Regions from separate parts of the Mus musculus genome. Here all the other regions are linked to region 3. The links are chromatin contacts, called in public promoter capture Hi-C maps. All regions are on one chromosome and are shown on one strand. The core of a region is the stretch at or near the end of the contact, and the rest is flanking DNA. Distances in the headings are between cores, read along the strand shown.

What was found. Promoter capture Hi-C pulls out the DNA fragments that hold promoters and counts their contacts.
Region 1: a promoter capture Hi-C map of second pharyngeal arch cranial neural crest shows a contact between it and region 3. A contact is called at or near these places in 2 of 39 promoter capture datasets (cranial neural crest and second pharyngeal arch cranial neural crest) and 1 of 484 Hi-C or Micro-C datasets (regulatory T cells).
Region 2: a contact with region 3 is called in a promoter capture Hi-C map of the HPC-7 cell line. A contact is called at or near these places in 3 of 39 promoter capture datasets (the HPC-7 cell line, cranial neural crest and second pharyngeal arch cranial neural crest).

Annotation. Positions count from the first base shown.
Region 1 is chr19:3,320,542-3,324,641 of GRCm38.p6, forward strand. Cpt1a (carnitine palmitoyltransferase 1a, liver) reads left to right here and starts at 2,760. Exons shown (of 19, transcript NM_013495.2): 1 at 2,760-2,833.
Region 2 is chr19:3,684,294-3,688,308 of GRCm38.p6, forward strand. Lrp5 (low density lipoprotein receptor-related protein 5) reads right to left here and starts at 2,271. Exons shown (of 23, transcript NM_008513.3): 1 at 2,062-2,271. The coding sequence starts at 2,149. Gm36672 (a long non-coding RNA gene) reads left to right here and starts at 2,257. Exons shown (of 4, transcript XR_388279.4): 1 at 2,257-2,446.
Region 3 is chr19:7,480,720-7,484,732 of GRCm38.p6, forward strand. It overlaps Rtn3 (reticulon 3), which reads right to left and starts at 2,572. Exons shown (of 9, transcript NM_001003934.2): 1 at 2,220-2,572. The coding sequence starts at 2,364.

The DNA.
Region 1 (4,100 bases), core at 1,510-4,009, 4.2 Mb before region 3:
GGGGGCTGTGAAAATTCCCTGTCACATATATTAGGTGGGATAGTTAGGGTTGGGATGTTGTTTGGCCTTCTACACATAAGACCTTGGCTTCCAGCTCTAGTACTGAAAAAAAAACCAAACCAAAACAAAACAAAACAAACAAACAAACAAACAAAAAAACGAGGGCTGTGGTAGCTCCGTGGCAGAGCACCTGACTAGCATGCATGCAACCCTACGATTAATCAGCTTATCTTATTCTTTCCATTGTCCTCAAACTTGATATGTGGCCAAGGACAATTTGAACTTCTTGCTGGGATCACAAGTGTGCATCATTATACCCTCTTTATGTGGTGTGGGGGATGGGATCTAGGACTTCATGCCTGCTAGACAAGCGCTGTAATACTGAGCCACATCCCCAGTTGTGGTTTGTTTTTTAGATTAAAAATAATGTGTATGGGAATGTATGAACATATAAATGCAGGTGCCCATGATGGCCAGAAGGGGGAGCAAGATCCCCAGGAGCTGGAGTTATAGGTGTTTGTGAACATTGAGACTTGGATGCCGGGAACCAAACTGTGGTCTTGGGCAAGAGTAGTATTCGTACTTAGTTACTGAGCAATTTCCTCCAACTCTGTTTTTGTTTTGTTTTGTTTTGTTTTGTTTTGGTTTGGTTTGGTTTGGTTTGGTTTGGTTTGGTTTGGTTTGGTTTGGTTTTTGAGACAGGCTCACGCTGTAACCCAGGCTGGTCTCCAACTCATATATGATCCTCCTGCCTCAGTCTCCCAAGTAATGAAATTACAGATGTGAGCCACCACACAGGGCAAACGTATCCATCGTGAGCAGCTGGCACAGTCTATGGGATTGAAACTGAGAAAGAATGTGAAAAATAAACAGGCGAGCTTGAGAAAGGTTATTCTAGCCTTGGTGCCAGTTCCTGGTATATTTTCAGCGCTCAGGGAGTTTAGGTTAATGCCCCAAGCTTCCCCATCCCCACCCCGAGGGGCGAGGGGGAGGTTAAGCTCTTTATTAATAGCCACTCCGGGAGCTACAGTCCTTGGGAAAAGGGCTATGGTGAGGGTAGAGGAAGGAAAATGAGGTCCCCACAGGATAAAACCAGGTGCAGGCGGCTCTGGCTCATTATGGTGCCTCCCCAAGGCACGAGGTGTCTGAGAGTTCCTTCTGATGTTGTCTCCGCCCCTGCTCCTGTCCCTCCTGGCCGGCAGGGAGGGCCTGCTGTCAAGGCCGCTGAGCCTCCTGGACAGACAGGGCACAGGGCCAATCCAGAGGGACGCAAAGCAGGACGCCAAGAAAAGAGGAAGTGTCCTTGGGGAGGGGACCGGTTAGGACTGGGGTTCTAGGGAGAGAAGGAAGGGCATTTAAGGTGAGTCCAACAGTCCAGGACTTAAAAGGAGCCTTAAGTAGGGGGCAGCAAGAGGTGACACTAGAGCCATCGAGGCCGATGAGGCCCGGGGGACAGCAGAAAGTGTTTCCAGATAGCACCTCTGCAGTGCCAGCCACATGTCACACTGGTCTCTGCTTCCACGCTCAGGAACAGGTGCTCAGATAAGGATGCTTAAGAAGATGGAAGGCGTTTGGGTGTGTCAGAACAATGAAGGCAAGTGAAAGACCCCGATTCTCTATGAGTCCCTTCACATAAACTAAAAATCTCAAAGTTACACCCAACAATCGCCTGTCCTTTTAAATAATAGAGGTGTAGGGGGAGATGAGATACAGCAACAGTTAACTACAGTTGGGGGCGGGATCAAGGGGAACTTTCATTTTCTCTATGGAACCCTTCCACGGCAAGGCAGAGAAAGATGGAGGCAAACAGGGCTCTTCCATGACCAGGCGTGCTTGACCTCAGAGCTGCGACTCTTCCTTCTTCAGCGCATTTATGGAGAGCTTGCTACACGCAGGGCCTGGAGCTGCAGCCTGGGAGGGCGCCCCATCTGGCGGGTAGAGTGCTTTGCCATGTCTGGCCCGACTTCTCTACACCCTGTTCACAACTCACCCTGCAACCTTCGTTCCCCGTGTGCTGCCAGCGATCCCCCTCCAGAAGCCACTCTGTCCGAGGTTCCAATCACTCCCCTATTGACACCTATTCGTTCTCAGCGTTCAAAGAGTACTTCGATTCCGTTGCTTTTGGGCGCAGAGACTTGAATCCAGGACCTTACACAGGCAAGGAATGCACGGCATTGTGAGCTACCCACACACCCTAATTGTTCCGCAGATGAGGGTTCCCCCGCCCCCTGACGATTTTATCCCAGGGAGACTATGAGTGTGTTGGCCTCTGGCGCCAACCTGCCCCCGGATGTCAAACATCTGTTCTCAAACTTGGAACCTGAGCTTACTTCTTCATTCTCTGATGTTAGACAAGCCGTTCTTCCCAACACCACCCCAAGCGTCCCACTCCCCTTTTTTAAAAAAAAAAATAATCAACCAAACAACCAAACAAACCAAAAGTCTGGAGCAAAATCAGCATAACTCCCGCAGGGTTGCAGAGAAGTTTACGGGCGGATTAGTGTAAACCGCGAGTGTAAGCCAAGTATGGTGCAAAGAGCTGTTTTGGACATGGCTTTAATGAGTTGGTCCCTTTTGTATATGAAGAAACTGAGGCTCTCAGGGTAAGGAATGTTGTCCTAGGTCTGCCGTTGGCAAGCTCGGGACTTAGCCTCAGTTTCCTTACTGACCTCCTCCCCGCAGCCCCGCCCCGTCCAGGCCCCGCCCCGTCCTGCCCGCGCTGCAGCCCAGCTGGGCTCAGCCAATCACCCGCGGCGCGCGTCGGTGAGCCTGGCCTCGCCCGCCCCGGCCCGGACTCCGCTCGCTCATTCCGCCGCCGCCGTCTGCAGACTCGGTAAGACACCGCGAGGGCAGCGCTGCGGCACCGCCCTGGGCTGGGCGCGCGGGTGTCATTCTTAAGAGTGTGGAGGGAGACCCAGACTGTGCCCGTAGGGTACGCGTGAGCCGCGCATTGGAGAAGCAGAGGGCACTCCCTCCCCCGCGCAGTGACGGATCTGGGGGATCCCGGGACGGGAGGAAAGATGCTTGGTCCCCAGACTGGGCAAAATGCCTCCACTCGGGACGCGTGGGACCTCGGCTCGTGGTGTCCCGCCCCACGGTGGATTCACTCACCGCGTGGGTTTGGGGTCTTCATTGCTCTGTGAAAGATGCTTATGATTAGGCGTGACTCCTTGGTCCCTGACCAGTAGGAGTGTCAACTCCCTTTCTGACCCCTGCTCACTCCCCACTCCGCGGGTGGCTTGGGGCCAGTGTGGACGCCGAGCGTTCTCCAGGCTCTTTCCACCCGCTACTCTGCAGGTGGATTGGTTCTCGGGGTCCGTGAGGGTCGGGCTCGGCAGTAGGAAGGATGCTCGCACAGGGGACTTGGCAGGTGGCCGGTGCCCTCTCTTCGTGCGGGTCCCTGCAGTATAGCCTTCGGGACACACCCTTGGCGCAGAGACTTAAGTGTTTTGCACCCCTCACCGCGGTTTTGCCCGGGGTTCAAGGGCAGGTGGGTGTCAGAGACTGCCCAAGGTCGCGCCGGGACCAGAGCCCGGGAGGGTGGGGGCGTCACGTGACCTGGCCTGAGCGAACTTGGCCTGGGACAGCCGGACAGCACGGTCTGGGCAACCAGGCTGTGCGGTAACAGCGGGTACCCTTCGTTTTTCTTCATCTTATTGTGAATCGGGTCTGGTTTTCGTTGATGTCACAGAACACAGATGAACGCTCAAGTTTTTAAGGAGTTAAAAAGTTCCTAGTGTGAACCAGGCTACATACAATCAAGCTCAGTACTCTCAGCTCTGGGCCGACTCTCGTTCCGTGCATTTAAATAGTTGTCCAAAAACAGATTTTAGTCGGAAACTGCTAACTTTGGAAGTTCGCAAATAAAATGAAAGTGAGTTTAGAAGCCTTTCGGAACGCGTATTTAGTTACAGCATTTTGTTGCACAGGCGTCTGGTTTCTGGTCATTCCTGATATTCAAGCGTGTTTATCACTGTCAAAACCACAAGCCAAATGACTAAAACACAGCTTTGGCCTTTTATTTGTGCCAGCAAGCATACATCACCACCACCCCCTTCCTAGTCGGTCGACTCAGGACTCAGTGAGGACCTAAAGCAGAG
Region 2 (4,015 bases), core at 1,021-3,520, 3.8 Mb before region 3:
ACTTGCAAAGCAGGTGACAGAGTCCTCACCTGGCTGTACCCCACCCCCACACCCCTGTGCAAATTCTGCTAGATGCCTGAGTAATGACACTGTGTAGTCAAAATAAAAAGGGTTCCAACTATGTTGGGGCCAGGAGGTGGCTTTCCCCAGAGAAGCTTAGGACAAACAGGTTGCCTGGGTAATTTCTTGCACAGAGGGGACTCTGCTCAGCATTTAACCCAATATAACCCAACATGTGCTGGCTGGGCCCTCCCAGGGGTAGACAGCCCACAACTGCAGGAACCTCCTCCAGGGGGCCAGACAGGCTAGGCTGGTCCAGGGACAAGTGAGTGCTTTAGGCGGTGAGAAGGAAAGCCTAGGGCTTCCAGAATGGGGAATTCAGGGACCACTAGAACAAAGGCTTTTCTGTGGGCTCACAGCTTCAATTTGCAACAGGAAGCAATCAGGAAAAATAATTAGCTGCCCACTCACTCCCTTCTCTCCAGACTCCCAAAGCAAGAATCTCAGACAGACATTTGGGGGTCGCACAGCCAAAAACACTCAAATAAGAGCTTCAGGAAGATTCTTCTCTTTGCTTCCATTTTAGGCCTGGACTACCCCATCAGCTGGTACTCCTGGGGCCTGGCTTCCTAATGTTAAAATAATCGACTCTATTTTTGCCGCACACACCACCAAACTATAAAGATGTTCAATTTGGGATACCAGATGACAGGCTAGGGGATCCCAGAGTAATGTCAATCCTACCTAGGACAGGAAAGTCGGCTTACAAACCCCACCTTTAAAACAAATAGCTGCCCCATACCCCTTCTGCAGTCACGACCCAGGCATTTCCGGGAAGAGTAGAACTGGCCTGGACTTCCCACAGCCTGTCACAGTTTTGTCTTCGCCTTGTTTTGCTAACACCAGAGATGGCCTGAAAATGTAAACATGATCCCGAGGGAGACAAATTTAGGGGGAGACTCCCCAAGAGCCCTCTGGCTGAGCTTGAGAGCTCCAAGACTGGATGAAGCCAGCTCCCCTCGACCCCTCCCCCCAAACATAGGTGGAAGAGACTGCAGCCCAGGGAATCTGAGCACAGAGCCAGGCCCAGCCACCTCCCTCAAGTGTCTACCCTGGAAATACACAGGGGGACAGCTGTTCGCCTTAATAAGGCCCAGACAAAGGGACCTGAGGTTGTCCCCTACCCCGCCCCAAACTGCCATCACCACCACCCGGGAGTTCAAGAGTATCTGCCGGACCCTTGGACAGCCACACTCCAGAAAAACAAAACACAAACACCCGAAAACAATGATTTAGGTGGCAAGAGCCTTGCTTTAAAAACCACATGGCAATCTCCGAATTAAAAGAACATGTGTAGCGTTTCCAACTGCTTCGTTTCTCGAGAGTCCTCCTGACCTCAGCTCCACCCCTCAGGACACACCAAAAAAAAGTTAGAAAGTTCCCGAGCGGGCCACTTCCCTAAAGGTGGGTCCAACTGAGGCAGAACCATACCTCCCCACACCAAGGCACCCACGCAACCGATCTCGGGGCTGGGCACTGGTCAGCGGGGCTGGGTGCCTGGCCACCGCTTGGGGGCCCGAGCGGTCAGATGGGTCACTGGGGTCACGGGGACACCTGGCAGGTGTCAGTCGGTTTGGAAGGCTGACAGCCCACGCAGGTCAAAGCGACAGCAGCCCAGGGCCAGGCCGCCCCGCGCAGGGCTCTCCGAACTTCCTAGCTAGCAACTTCTGGCACTTCCCAGGGCTCGGTAGGCCGGCCGCCGCAAGCAGGCTCGCGAAAAGTTTTCCCAGTAGTTCGCGATAGGCCAGGCCTGTCCCGGGCCATCGCGATGCCCGTGGGCGCACTCCTGAGCGCGCCCGGCGTCCCGAGCCTTGGGCAGGTGAGGGCCCGCCCGCGCCGCACCTGGCGGGCTCGGTCCCCAGGGAGGGGCCCCGGCGGGAGAGACAAAGGGCCCGCGCGAGGTCCCCCGGCGCGTGGTCCCCCGGAGCGCGCTCCAACTCGTCCGCAACTTGCAAAGTGGCTGCTTGCGGCCCCGGCCATTGTCCCCCGCGCCCACCTTACCCGCGGCGGGGACCAAGCTGCAGTACAGCACCAGCAGCAGCAGCGGCGGCGGCGGCGGCGGAGGGGCCCGGGTCGGCGCCGTTTCCATGTCGTCCGGCGGCCGGGAGCGCCGCGCGCTCACTCGGGCTCCATGGCGCGCGCGGCGGCGGTGGATCCTCGCGGCTCCCGGCGCCTCTTGCTCCCGCCTCGGGCGCCGCGGCCCAAGACGACGCGGGAGGAGGGAGCGGAAGCCGAGCCGGTCTCCGCCCCCCGCGCCGCCCGCGCCCCCCGCCAAGCCGCGCCCTCCTGCGGGCGCCCGGGAGCCGGGCAGGCGGGTCTCTCCGGGCCCGCGACAGGAGAGGCCGGGCAAGCAGGTGGGTCACCTGCCAAGTCTCTGTACTGACAGGTGAGGAAACTGAGGCACGTGGAAGCATGACCCACACAGTCAGGAGGCCTCAGGGCTGGAAGCCAAAGGTCTCCGAAGCCAGCTTTGGGCTCTTTCACCACAACTGTAGCCACCTGGCCCAGAGACATACCGCCCCACTTGGGATGCACGCGGGAACAGGCGCAAAAGCGGATACTGCTGGAGGAACTGGGGGCTTTTACTTTTAGATTTACTTTTTGTTGTATGTGTATGAGTGTTTGCACGCATGTATGTGCACCACATGCGGGAAGGAAACCAGAATAGGGTGTGGGGGTCCCCTGGGACTGGAGTTAGAGGTGTGAGCCACCAGGTGACTGCAGGGAACCAAACCCAGGTCTCTAAAAGAGCAGTAAGTGCTTCTAACTGCTGAGCCTTCTCTCTCCGGCAGTGCTTTCTAGAACCTCACACCTTGGGCAGGCAGGTGTAGGTGAAATCATTTCATGTCCTTAGAAAGTAAGCTAATGGCAGTGTCCACCTTGCAAGGTAGAGAGGAAGGACAGAAGCTGAGGTGGTCAGGAGGGTGCCTCTGCCCTCCTGTGGTTTATGCTAGGAAGAGACAAAAATAAGAGCCCAAACAAAGGAGTGAGTAGCCGGGAAAGTGACATGGCGCTCAAGTGTGTATGACTTTACTTATAAGTCTGACATGGTGTCCAGCCTCGGGAGATTGAGGCAGGAGGCTTGCCATGAGTTTGAGGCCAGCCTGGGCTACCTGCGAGACCCTGTTTAAAAAGAGTTGATAGAGCCCTTGGTTCCCTAGTGTGCACAGCTCTCCCAGCGCTGCATAAACCGGACCTGATAAACAGAAGGAGCAAAAGGCAGGTCAAGGCTGGCCAGCAAGATGGCTCCCGTTGACCTAAGTTCAACCCTAGGATCGCAGAAGAAAAGAGAACTGACTCCCCAAACTTGTCTTCTAATAGGAAAACATGAAGACCAGGGACCAGCTAGTAGGGGGAGGGGACCCACACCAGGGTTCCAAGGGTCAGGGCAGAGATTTCAATGCGGAAGCAGGCCAGTGGTTCAGGAAGAGCAGTCTCCTGGGGTGGCTGTATCCAGTCTCTGACCGGAAGAGGAGTCAGGAGGTCTCAGGGGCAGTCAGGGGACTGGGGACTAGAGCAGCTAGTGTCCTTGCTGGTTCCTTCTCACCCAAGCCCAACCCCCATCCCCCCTCCACCTTCAACACAGAGCCAAGAGCACAACCCCCTTCTCTAGCCCCACTCTCACCCATCCCCCAAGGCCTTCCTCTTTCAGCCTTGATTTTTCTGAGGCCTCCTCTCCCTGCAGCCAGGGAGCTTGTTAAATAAGCCAGACCTCACCACTCCTCCCACCGGTCAGAGAGGAAGCTGAAGCCTTGGGCTCACACGGCCTGGCCTAGCCACACCTCCGTTACTTCTCAACTCCATCTTATGGGCTGCAACTGTAATGGCCCCTTGCAGAGATGGGCACTGTCTTGCCTGGGGGAGGGCCTCATTGCTGGGACTCTTATCCCACTTAGTTCTTGAAAACCATACTGCCTCTCCACTCTCTAAGCCGCCCTAGCTGACAGTTCCTATC
Region 3 (4,013 bases), core at 1,322-3,821:
GAGAGATTTCAAAGCCTGCTAGGATATGTAATGAATTCCAGAAGAAGACTCTTTATTAAAAAACACAGGGAAATGGCAATAATAAAACTGTGACAATGTGGCATGTGACATGAGGGAATGATAGCAGAAACACAAGCTAAACAAAAATACTGCATGTTAATATATCAGTACTGCTAATATAAAATTCACAGGGTGGCAGTACATACTTGCATTCCTCTGGCACACTAAGGGAGCCAATCCCTCTGACAGTGCATTAAAAGAATAAAAATGTTGATTCGAGGGCTGGTGAGATGGCTCAGTGGGTAAGAGCACCTGACTGCTCTCCCAAAGGTCCAGAGTTCAAATCCCAGCAACCACATGGTGGCTCACAACCATCCATAACAAGATCTGACTCCCTCTTCTGGTGTGTCTGAAGACAGCTACAGTGTACTTACATAAAATAATAAATAAATCTTTAAAAAAAAAAAAAAATGTTGATTCGTGATGGGTGTGGTGGCATGCACCTGTAGTTCCCATGGAGGTTGAGGCAGAATCATCTTGCATTCAGGGCTAGCCTGGGCTACTTTGTATTAAAATTTTTTTTCACTATTTGATGACAACCATAGCTAAAAATTTAATTCTCTGAGTGCTAGCTAGACTGATTCCTCAATACTTAACATTTGATCTTCAGCACAAAAGGCCAACTTCTGAAACCTAGACTTTTATCAGAAATTTGGAAATTAGGACTAGGCCAACCAAACAGTAAGCAGTGATTAAAGGCAAGTCACTAAGTTATAGAAAAGCCACCGTTTATCTGGAAAATAGCCCAAAATGCAAAAATTTGAAAGAGAAATGCTGGTGGTTTAAACAGAACCAGGGTTCAAAATATGCTGCCTCATTCCCTTTATCTCCAGAAAACTTCCTCCCATACCATTTATCCAAATGGCCATTCCCATGGAGAATTCTGCAGGGCACCAAAGCTCTCAGACAGGTGGAAGGCCAGTATTAGGAAACATGAGAGAATATATTTAATGCTAAGATCAGGAATATTGTGTCATAATTCAAGACTGCGCTGGAGTCAACAAAGCATTTTCTAAACCTCTTAAAATCCTTCCTTTGACAAACCGAATTTTTCGCCAAAGACTCAGTTCTCTTAAGAACCACCACCTGCCAGTGGTGCATATTTTTCCTCAAGAAGGCATCTGCACTGCAGATCTCTCTGATCTGAGTCGAGCTTGCCAGTCAGCTCCCACCAGCAGGCAGACTTGTATACAAAAGAAACTAAAGGAGGCCGCCAGCGTCCCTCCTAGTCTTTTCACACACAAGAGAGAAGGGGGTTCAAGCAGCCCAGGCTTTGTCTGAATTCTTTCCCCTGCAGCAATCGTTCCCTTTTGTTATGCTGCTATTGAGAATAGGCCATCGAAAACAAGAAATCAAAACATGGTGATGGCTTGGCAAGACTGTATTTATTATCTTCTAGAATATAGCAACTGACTGCGTGTCCCCACCCCCACGATGCACCACCGGTGAAGAGCCGGCTGTGTTGCAGATGCAGCCAAGGATCCATCTTGGACTATCAGCAGCTCCCTCCCAAATCTTCCCATGCTATTCTCATCACGCCTCATCTACCTCAGAGTCTCAGAAAAAAAAAAAAAAAAAAAAAAAAATCTGGCATTCAGTTTAGCCAAAAACAGTAACAGAACTTCCTGATCCTTCTGGCGAACAAAAAAAAAAAAAAATTTTTTTTTGGAAGGCTATATCATCCATTTAAGATTGTGTCAACCGGTCTGCAAACCTGCAACGCCACCTTTTCCACCACTACCCCTCTCAAAATCCTAGCGACTTCATTTCTCCTACGTCCCACCTGTCACAATCCCCTGAGGCTCGCTAATCCTGCTCTAAGTCACCCCCACCCCCCGACCCACCCTAGGGCTCTCGGGCCTCCAGCACTCGATCCATTGGGTGCACATAGCCTTTCTCCGTTTTCACCCCACTGCGGTGCCCTCCCTTGCAGGGGGTCAGCGTCAACGCCCACTCTAGTTCACCACCCCGCCCCCAACCTGTTTTCTTCACACCCCGTTATTTCCTCACCTCGGTCCTTCGCTCCCCTCCCCCTTAGCCTGTTCCTCAAATGCCCGCCAAGAGACTAAAGCCGCCCACGGCCCAGACAGGTCGCTCGCCCCTTCCCGGAGACCCAGTAGCTCGCGCTCCCCAGGGACCAAGCCCCACGCGCGCCTCACCCGCACACGAGGAGCCGCAGCTCTTCGCCCCCAGGGCGGGGCAGGCTCCAGGGCTCCCGCCGCCGCCGCCGAGAGCTGACGGCTCGGCCCCGGAGGACGACGAGGAGACTGACGGGGACTGAGTGGCCGCTGACGACTCCGCCATGGCTGTACGAGCAAGGGCGGGAGAAGGGTGAAGAGAGACGTAGGGCGGGAGAGTGGGAGGGGACACAGAATAATCCAGCAGCTGGCTCTCCGAAGTTCCCGGCGACGCCTGTTCGGAAGACTGACTCCGACAGACTGACTGACTCAGCCGAGCTCCGCAGGGAGAGAAGGAGTGCGAGCGCGCATGCGCACAAAGAGCCTGGACGCGCGGGCGGCGGCCTCGGAGGCGCGCAGCGACGCAATGCGCAGGCGCAAGAACTGTCCCTCTGCGCTCCCGCAGGAAAGGACGCAGTGACTGGGCCCGCGGGTGGGGCAGGCCTCTCGGGGGTGAGGGGTAGGGGGTGGGGGAATGGGGGAAAGCCTGACGTAAGGGGCGTGGCTAAACTCTAGAACCGGCCCGCCACTGCAGCCCCTGCTACAGATTAACCGTGCCCAGTCTCCCCACCTTCCACTTGTTTATGTGAATGTTTTCTAGCTGGCAGATTATGTTTCTTTATGCCTTCATAAGCTACAAATTTTTTATTATAAATCCTAATTGATGTCTTTGCCTGATACGTACCAGCCTGTGACTCCAAAGAGTACAATATTTAAAGACCCCCCCTCTGTAATGTTCTTTTTGAATTATCTGGTCGTGTCGTAATATCGCCCCACCGAGGCAGGCATGGTACAGTCCCATGTTTGATAGGTGGAGAAAGATGCTAAACAGAATGAGAAACTATTACTCATTCCAATCACATTGCAATGCAGGCACAGAATCGGCTTCATATTTTTATCTTGTTTTTCTTCCCAAAGAGGCTTCAGGTTGTCTTTTCTCTGAGCTATGTTCTGAGCTACAAAAAACATACTTTGGAAAATAAAAAAGAAGCTGCCGAGGAAAGGAAAACCAGGAGAAAACGTCTTGGTTGGGACTGGGGGAATGGAGTGGACATGAAATGAGGTATTAAAAATGAGGCACAGATACTCATAATACTGAATTTTATTCATGTCCTAAGATGAGTCCCCCAAAAAATGACATTTGAAACTGGACATCAATTTATGTCAAATTTTGTTCTTTTTAAATTTTAAGTACATAATGATGATAAAGCTGTGGGATTTGATGTTGCTAAGTAGCAATCTATGACCCAAAGTGCAATTGCAGATTCAGCAAATTCTGTAAAGATGCTAACTCACAGAGGGAGCGCTAGGCAAGCAGGCTGCTGCAGATGGGGAACAAGCTGTGGACCGCATCTGTCCTAGACAGTTTTTTAAGGTCAAATAAAGCTCAGATAGCATCTTGGTTGTTGCAGTGTTCTGAAAACGATCCAGGATATTTCCCAAAATGACTCTGGAAAATATCTTACTCTGTCACTCAACGGCAGGCATCAATTGATAGTGCAGCAAACTGTCCCCCGATGCTGTTGAGTGCCAGAGAACGATGGCAAAGGGAACTGTATGCCAGTAATCAGGAATCCAATTACTTATTTTGGTGAATGCTTAAGTATTTTTTTCTTAAAGTCTATGTTAAAGTCAGGCATGCTGGATAGTTCTATGTTACCTTGAAATCTGAAAAGAGGGAACCTTGATTAAGAAAATGACTCCAGCCAGGCAGTGGTGGCACACACCTTTAATCCCAGCACTTGGGAGGTAGAGGCAGGTGGATTTCTGAGTTCA